2 separate regions of the Anas platyrhynchos genome follow, and region 1 is linked to region 2. A link is a contact called in public Hi-C data. All regions are on one chromosome and are shown on one strand. Each heading gives the region's core, a stretch centred on a gene start, on an enhancer-like site or on the middle of the called end of the contact. The rest is flanking DNA. Distances are from core to core; before and after follow the strand shown.

Region 1 (3,611 bases), core at 796-3,295, 72 kb before region 2:
CTCTTGCAACTAAGATTGTTAAAATCAGGATGGATTTTACCAAGGGCATCTCTACAAAACGCAGATTAACGTCCAGGACAGAAGCAGTTCGTATAGCACCGTGCTTTAGTCCTTTTAGTGATGCTGACCTCCCAGAACTGGCAAGGGGGTGCTGGCTCTGCCCCTCCAGTTCCCAGTCTGATGCTCCCAGTTCCAAACAGCAGAGGAAAATAAGAAAAGACAAAAAAAGAAAAGCCAAGGGAGGTTTGCTAGGGGTTGTACCTTCCCCAGGGCCTGCTGCAAGGCGGCTCGGAGGCACTAGGTGGCACTCCGGGGCCAGGTGAACGAGGCCTGGTGGCCCCTGGCTCCCACCGCCCAGGTTTGGTGGGTGGGCGCCGTGCTGGCCGGGATGAAAAAAGCAGTCATGTGCAAGAATCATTTCACCTGCATGCTACTATTTACATTTCCAAGACTATTTACACACCAGGACTACGATGAACACCTCTCTCTCTCCGGGGAGAGAAGGCTTCCAGGACAGAGCACACTTGAGCAACGCCTCCACAGCCTCAAACTCTAAGGGGCACTACCAAAAGTATGGGTTTTGAAGCAAAAAGATCTCAACTGCTACAGAAACAGACACACGCACACTCAGACAAATCAAACATTTGTCCATTAAGCTATATATAAAAAAAAAGAAGCAGCAAACAAAGGCTTGTGAGTACGGAGAGCATTTAGAAAGCAGCAGAGGAGGAACAAGGACCGGGATGCCCTCTGACAGGAAAATGGCTTTAAAACTGGGGCTGAAGGGATCAGACCTCCCGCCAGCGACACTGCCATCACGGACAGACTGCCCAGCAAAGGGGTTTCGTGCTCCACAAAGGGCCACAAGCCTGGCAACAAATTTCTGAACAACCACCGCACGGTAAGGATGGTGACGCTGACCTCCACCACATCGGGCAAGCTAGAAATTGCCAGAAAGCCATACTGCCTACCGTACCTTATTGCTCTGGAAAATAAGCCCGTGTAGCCAGCGGTTGTGCTCTAGTTGTGCTCACCTGAACGTTTTGCAAGGTTTTCTGGAAGAAAGCTTGATCGGTTTTGGTAGGCTCTGACAATTACAGATGGATTTCCAAGGCCTCCCGCAAGCTTTCCGAACTGGACGCCTAAGCTGTAAGTAGATCGGGCATTGTCAGGACATCTTACCCGATCCGTAGACAAAAATGTGGCATTTAAATGTGCAACATAGGCAGCTAATCCTGAACATTCAGTATGCATCCATCAAGCAACTGCAAAAATGAGAAAAAATAAGACCATCTCTCAGGAGTTATGGGGGGGAGGGTGTCAGCATCTGCAGCAATAAAGACAAGGTCTAGAAAAATACCTTATTTAGTGGTTTTTATTAAGAACAGTCACTCTGGGACTCAGCAGAAATGCTGCACATCTGCGTGTACACATGCAAGCAGTGAGAACAAGACTTGCTCACCTCAGATCGTTTTTACCTTCCTATCAGCCTGACACTGCCAAGGGCACGCCGAGCAGACCGGACCTCGGAGGAGAGCGTGACAAGTCAGAAGGCCAATACAGTACAACTGCAGAAATTCAAGTAGAGGAATGGAAGTTGTCTTCAGAAGCTCACAGCAGCAACAGCAGTACTCAAGATCAGTGGCAACAAGGAATGTTTCTGTAATGCAGATTTTTTTTTTTTCTTTTCTCCACAGCGAAGTGCTGGGTCACAACCAAGGCTCTTGGGTGGAGGAGTTACTTCCTGAACCACGTTTCCCTGATTTCTCCCCGCACCATTTCATTACAGTGCAGCAACCTAAGTGCTGATGACCTGTCTGTCCTGCTGCTATCAGGCAAAATGGTGTGTCCCTTTGGGGGAAATGAACACCAGTAACTCCTCAAGATGAGGAGCGCTAAGAAAAACGTAACACTGCGGTGAGGTGGAACCAACTTTATTAAGGACAGTGAATTATAATTGCTTTCAAAGGCTTTTAAAAATGCTCTGAGTCACGGCTGGCCTTTAACAGCAGATACCATAGGATATGGAGGCTGCCTGATTCAGAGCCAGTCAGTGGGAGTTAACCAGAAGAGGATGAGGTAATACTCAAAGACAGGAGGGCAACAGGACTATCTGTGGCATCTGTGGAACAGTGTGCCCACCTTTGGACAGGGATAAAACACAGCCAACTAAAGCACAGAAAGGCAAAATGTGCAAGGGTACATATACTCACACGTTTAAGAGTCATGGGGCCAGAAAGGACCTCAACAGGTCATCAGACCAGACTCCTATCCATCCCCCACAACAGGGAAGCTTTGAAAACAACGCATTCATCTCTTCTACTTCACGTACTCGTTAGGAAACTCATCTCAAAGATGCTAAGCTCTTACAGTGAGGTCCTACACACCACCCTTGGTCGCTGTTTTAACAAAGCAGGAGCCAAAAGCTCATCGCTTTTAGGACCAGTTCTGCATATACTGAGAAGGGTCATATAACAAGCTAAATTTATACAAAGTGCAATGAAACTACCCAAGCCATGGTTAGGTTCGGAAATTAACTACTATTTGTGAAGAACAATGAATCAAACTGGATGGAGTCTGATCTAATTCTTCTGCTATTTGTGCTTTATTCCAAATTCTACTCTTTTTTCGACTCAAAAGAGTCTGTGTCTTGGCTGATCCTAATATACACTTCGATTTTAAAACTTTTATTCCATTGCTTCAAGAAAGCTTTTTGTTGCATTTAGAGCAACAAATGGAGACATCTCTATAGCAAGGACTTGTTTTCTCAAGGTATAGATTTACTTCTGGCAAAAGGTTTTCTGTCCAACTTCCAAGGGAATGGGATATGATCTTTCCATAATCACATGCATTTACCAATAAATAAGTTTGGGTTAGACTGTATTAAAACATATGCACAGATTTAAAGCACTGGAGTGTCACAGGTACTTACTCCACAGCTCATGCAAGAAAAAAGAATTGAAGGAAAAAAAAGAAAAAGAGAGAAAGACCAAAGCCTCAGATAGGAACAGACCAAGGAATTATCTTAAAAGAAGTTTTGCACAAGTATTTCAAAGCACTAATATTAGTGAGATCCCTAAATACATTAGGTTACACTAAATTCCAGAGAAACAAAAAATTTAGCCATATCAGATACATATGCTTTGATTTAAGTTAATATATAATTCATTCTTTGAATAATATTATTCACTTGGACCCAACATCCACACTGCTTTCATACATTTATACAGTTATATCCCATTCTTGCCTTAAGAAACTGATGTCCTAAAGTATGGCAGCAACCAAAGGATCTACAACCTTTGTTCGTCAAATATAAAACTCCTTTCCTTTCATACAAGGGTGTAGAAAGGAAAAAAGATGTTGATAAAATTAGACAGTTCTCCCTGTGAGCTTGCCGATTCCAACATCAAAGTACAACAGGGAAATGGTTGTAAGCTTGTGTAAAAAAAAAAAAAAATCCTTAGTTTTAAAAACATTTTCATATACTGTACAATAGATGCATAGAAAGTTGCTTCCTGCTTGATGGGTTTAGGCCTGTAGCTATGTTTAGCTGTGAAAACAAGAAGATTGCTCCTTTACAGAGTGGTGAGGAGAGAGACCATCTTGGGAAT
Region 2 (3,567 bases), core at 822-3,321:
CCCTCCGTTAGTCCAAGGACGTGCCACACCAGCGTTCCTCACACGGCTCTGCTCCCTGCTGTAAAACATCTGTGTTCACAGCAGTGTGCGCCCATGGGAATCAAAACAGAAAGACAGACGAGCAAAAGAGACCCATGACAAACTGAACCGCTAAAACTTGATCAAATAATAAAAGCAGCTACTGTAGGGTCAGGATAGTGCTTTGGAAGGAGTCGTCACCGCAGGCTTGTTTCTTAGGCCAAGTGCACTTTGACATACAGGCACGCAACCCCAGTCAATTTCACTCTACCAATGTACCTTCTTGGTTAAGGAAAGGCATTTCACTGTAAAAGCGTGATTAATATCAAAAGTCCCGTTCTTCCAAAACATCCTCTCCAGGCGCCTTTACTTTCCAGGAACACAGACAAAACGTTAGCTACAAGCACTTCTCCACCAAGCACCTTCCTCTGTTCTCACCACAGCGGCGACCACAAGCTTAGCGTTAGCAAGGAGGCTCCTCTCCTCCATTACTCCTCACCTTCATCTTGAAGAAGGTGGTGGTAGGGGGTGAGCCAAGACACCTTTATGGTCCAAAAAAGACAATGTGTGAAGTATGTGCCCATCTCACTTTCAGAGTTCCTTCGGAACATATTTACCCTACGTGGGTTTGTGCACGTTTGCCATCGCTAAATGGAGCATCTCATGAGAAGCTTTCACCCAACTTTGCTACTCCATGCAGCGCTCCTGTGCAAACACTTCACCCCTCAGCACAAAATTCTGAATAACACACCTCCAAACCCGACTGCTTGCACATCCGGACCCAGCTGCTCCTCTTTCAAGCCCGTCACACCGAGAAGATGCTAGAAATACCACCGTACCCCCGTGACGCTTCACCACACGGCTCGGTGCCCAGCGCCGGCACAGCACCACGAGCCTTGGTGCCAGCAGAGGACCGAGCACCGTGGCCAGGAGCCCCACTGACACCCCAACCGTGGGCACAGAGCGATCGGATCCGTGCACGGCCCCGGCGTTGTGTAACCCTTCCCCTGTTTGTTGGGAGAACTTGAGCCACGATTTATTTTTCCCCACTAACACATCACCATGCAGACACACAGCTCGATCCCCGCTCCAGGCCCATGCGTTTGGCTGAGCCCTCCCCCACCACAAACCGGTCTAAATGGGGAGGAGGGGGAGATGAAAAATCAAATTATTATCGTTTTAAGGATGAAAAGCTCTTGGCACCCACAACAAAAGCAATTAGGAGGGTCGGCGGGGCAGGGGAGCAAGCAGCCCCGGCAGGCGCAGGAATGCAGCGGCCGCACTTGGCAGGGGAAGGGAAGGGAAAAGAGGAGGGAAAAGGGAAAAAAAGGGGAAAAAAGGGGAAAAGGAGGGGGACACCCCATCCCCAGCCCCGTCCTCGAGGCCAAATGTCACGATGTGTCAGGACACGTCCCCCCAGGAGGAGGAGGAGGAGGAGGAGGAGGAGGAGGGAGAGGAGCCCGGCCGCTTACCCAGAAAATGACATTGAAGCCGAAGATGAAATATTTGATGCAACAACTGACTTCAGGCCCCTTGTAGTGCTTCCCGGACATCCTCTGGGCTCATGAAGACACTTTGCTGGCGGCCAGGGAGGGGGAGAGAACCAGAAGAAGGGGAGGGGGCGAAAAAATTAGAATGAAAAAAATTAAAAAAATAATAACAAAAATGAAAAAATAAAAATGAAAAAATAAAAATTAAAATTTTAAAAAAATAAAATTAAAAAAAAAAATAGATAAGGGGAAGGAGAGAGGGCTCAGCGCCGGCTGCGCGCCGCGGGGAGATGCGGCAGGAGCAGCGCGGCGGCTGGGCTCCGACTCGCCGGGCGCCGGGGATGGCCGGCGAGCAGCTCCCTCCTCCTCCCTCTCCTTCTCCTCCTCCTCCTCCTCCTCCTCTCCCGCATGGAGGAGGAGGCCCCGGCGGGGAGCAAAGGGGGGAAGCCGCCGGGAGGCGCCCGGGCAGAGGCGCGGGGGGCTCGGCGCTGCCCTCCCGCAGCCGCCGCCCGCCGCCCTCCCGTTCGCCGCCCCCGCAGCGCTCAACGGCCGCCGCGCGGCCCCGCCCCGCGCCATTTTGAGGGGGCTGGAGAACGGGGCTGGGGGGGGGGGGACCGCGAGGGGGCGGATTCCCGGGCGTGATTGACAGCCCGCTCCGCCAATCAGGCCTCGCGGAGGCCCCGCTGGCTGCCCCGGGGTGCGTGGCCCCGAGGGGGCTGCGAGGGGTGGGGGGGGCGGCTCTGAAATGGCGGCCGGGGGTGGGGGGGGAGCTGAGGGGTTTTGTTAAAAGTGCGGGTTTTTTTCGCTTCGTACAGCCCCGATATGCCTCCCCCGGCAAAATGGGCACTGAATTCATGTTTAACGTATTTATATTTAACACATTCCTACTTAACATACTCAACGTATTTACATTTAACACGTTTACATTTAACACGTTTATATTTAATGTAACCACCGCAGCCTCGTGTCGCTTAGATGCGTTCATGCGCTTCGTGCGATTCAGAGCACACCCAGTCCGGTGTTAGCCACCTAACATGTAACATTAGCCACTGAACAATGCTTTTTTTGGCTGAAGGGTATCGTCGCTTCAGCGCTGCCAGCCTTCAGCTTCCTGGCCCTGCGATAAGTGCGATGCTTTTACTTGAAAAGATGGAAGGCTTCTTTGTAATGACGAATTAGGTCTCCCGCCTCGATGAGGCTGCAAGACAACGTGCTTCAGAAGTAGGATATTGTGAGAAGGGCGGGAGGCAGGCTTCGGTTCAGCATCACCTCGAGCTGGTTTGGGGGCCTTGGGCATGGGTCTTTAAGAGAGAAGGGAGAAGAGAAGAGAAGAGAAGAGAAGAGAAGAGAAGAGAAGAGAAGAGAAGAGAAGAGAAGAGAAGAGAAGAGAAGAGAAGAGAAGAGAAGAGAAGAGAAGAGAAGAGAAGAGAAGAGAAGAGAAGAGAAGAGAAGAGAAGAGAAGAGAAGAGAAGAGAAGAGAAGAGAAGAGAAGAGAAGAGAAGAGAAGAGAAGAGAAGAGAAGAGAAGAGAAGAGAAGAGAAGAAGCATTCACTGAAATAGATCGATGAAATAGATCCATGAAAACAAGCCATGTGTTAAATGGTAAATGAGAAATTAACGCGACACATACCTATACATTTTAACTGTGATGGGATAGGTTACCTTATGATCAATAACCCTGTGTATCTTGTTATTGTTAACTTTGTGTCTTTGCAAGACCACTCCTGGGAAGAGAGCAGGAAAGGATGGATAATCAGTAATACATAGGTTCTGTACCAAGGAATAAAAGCCTATCACCATGTACAGTATGGTAATAGAATATTATATTGAGGTGCTGTTTTTACAAGTGATTTCAAATATTGGTGACAACCTGTACAAACATTGATAATGCTGCTGTCACAACACCCTGCTAACACCACATGTTGGCACCCTTTAGCATTTTAATGCTTCACAGGCAACAGGAAAATATTGCGGAATAATATTTATTACAATAAATTCAATAACAATCTCTGATGGTTTACCTGTCAAACCATTCACTCCTGATCAACAGCTTAAAAAG

What was found. A called contact is a pair of places that touch in the nucleus more often than the background predicts.
Region 1: a contact with region 2 is called in a Hi-C map of F1 follicle, with 2.8 times the contacts expected there. The contact joins the enhancer-like site here to the promoter of TSPAN5 in region 2. A contact is called at or near these places in 4 of 8 Hi-C or Micro-C datasets (F1 follicle, liver, skeletal muscle and 1 more).

The regions. Positions count from the first base shown.
Region 1 is chr4:10,986,310-10,989,920 of IASCAAS_PekinDuck_T2T, reverse strand. It overlaps TSPAN5 (tetraspanin 5), which reads right to left. Exons shown (of 8, transcript XM_027457262.3): 8 at 1-3,611. Among named protein-coding and RNA genes, the nearest start is that of TSPAN5, 72 kb to the right of the region's middle. Within about 2 kb of position 2,045, at least 4 of the 8 cell types and tissues checked have an H3K27ac peak or open chromatin away from gene starts, as enhancers often do.
Region 2 is chr4:10,914,672-10,918,238 of IASCAAS_PekinDuck_T2T, reverse strand. It overlaps TSPAN5 (tetraspanin 5), which reads right to left and starts at 2,071. Exons shown (of 8, transcript XM_027457262.3): 1 at 1,491-2,071. The coding sequence starts at 1,571.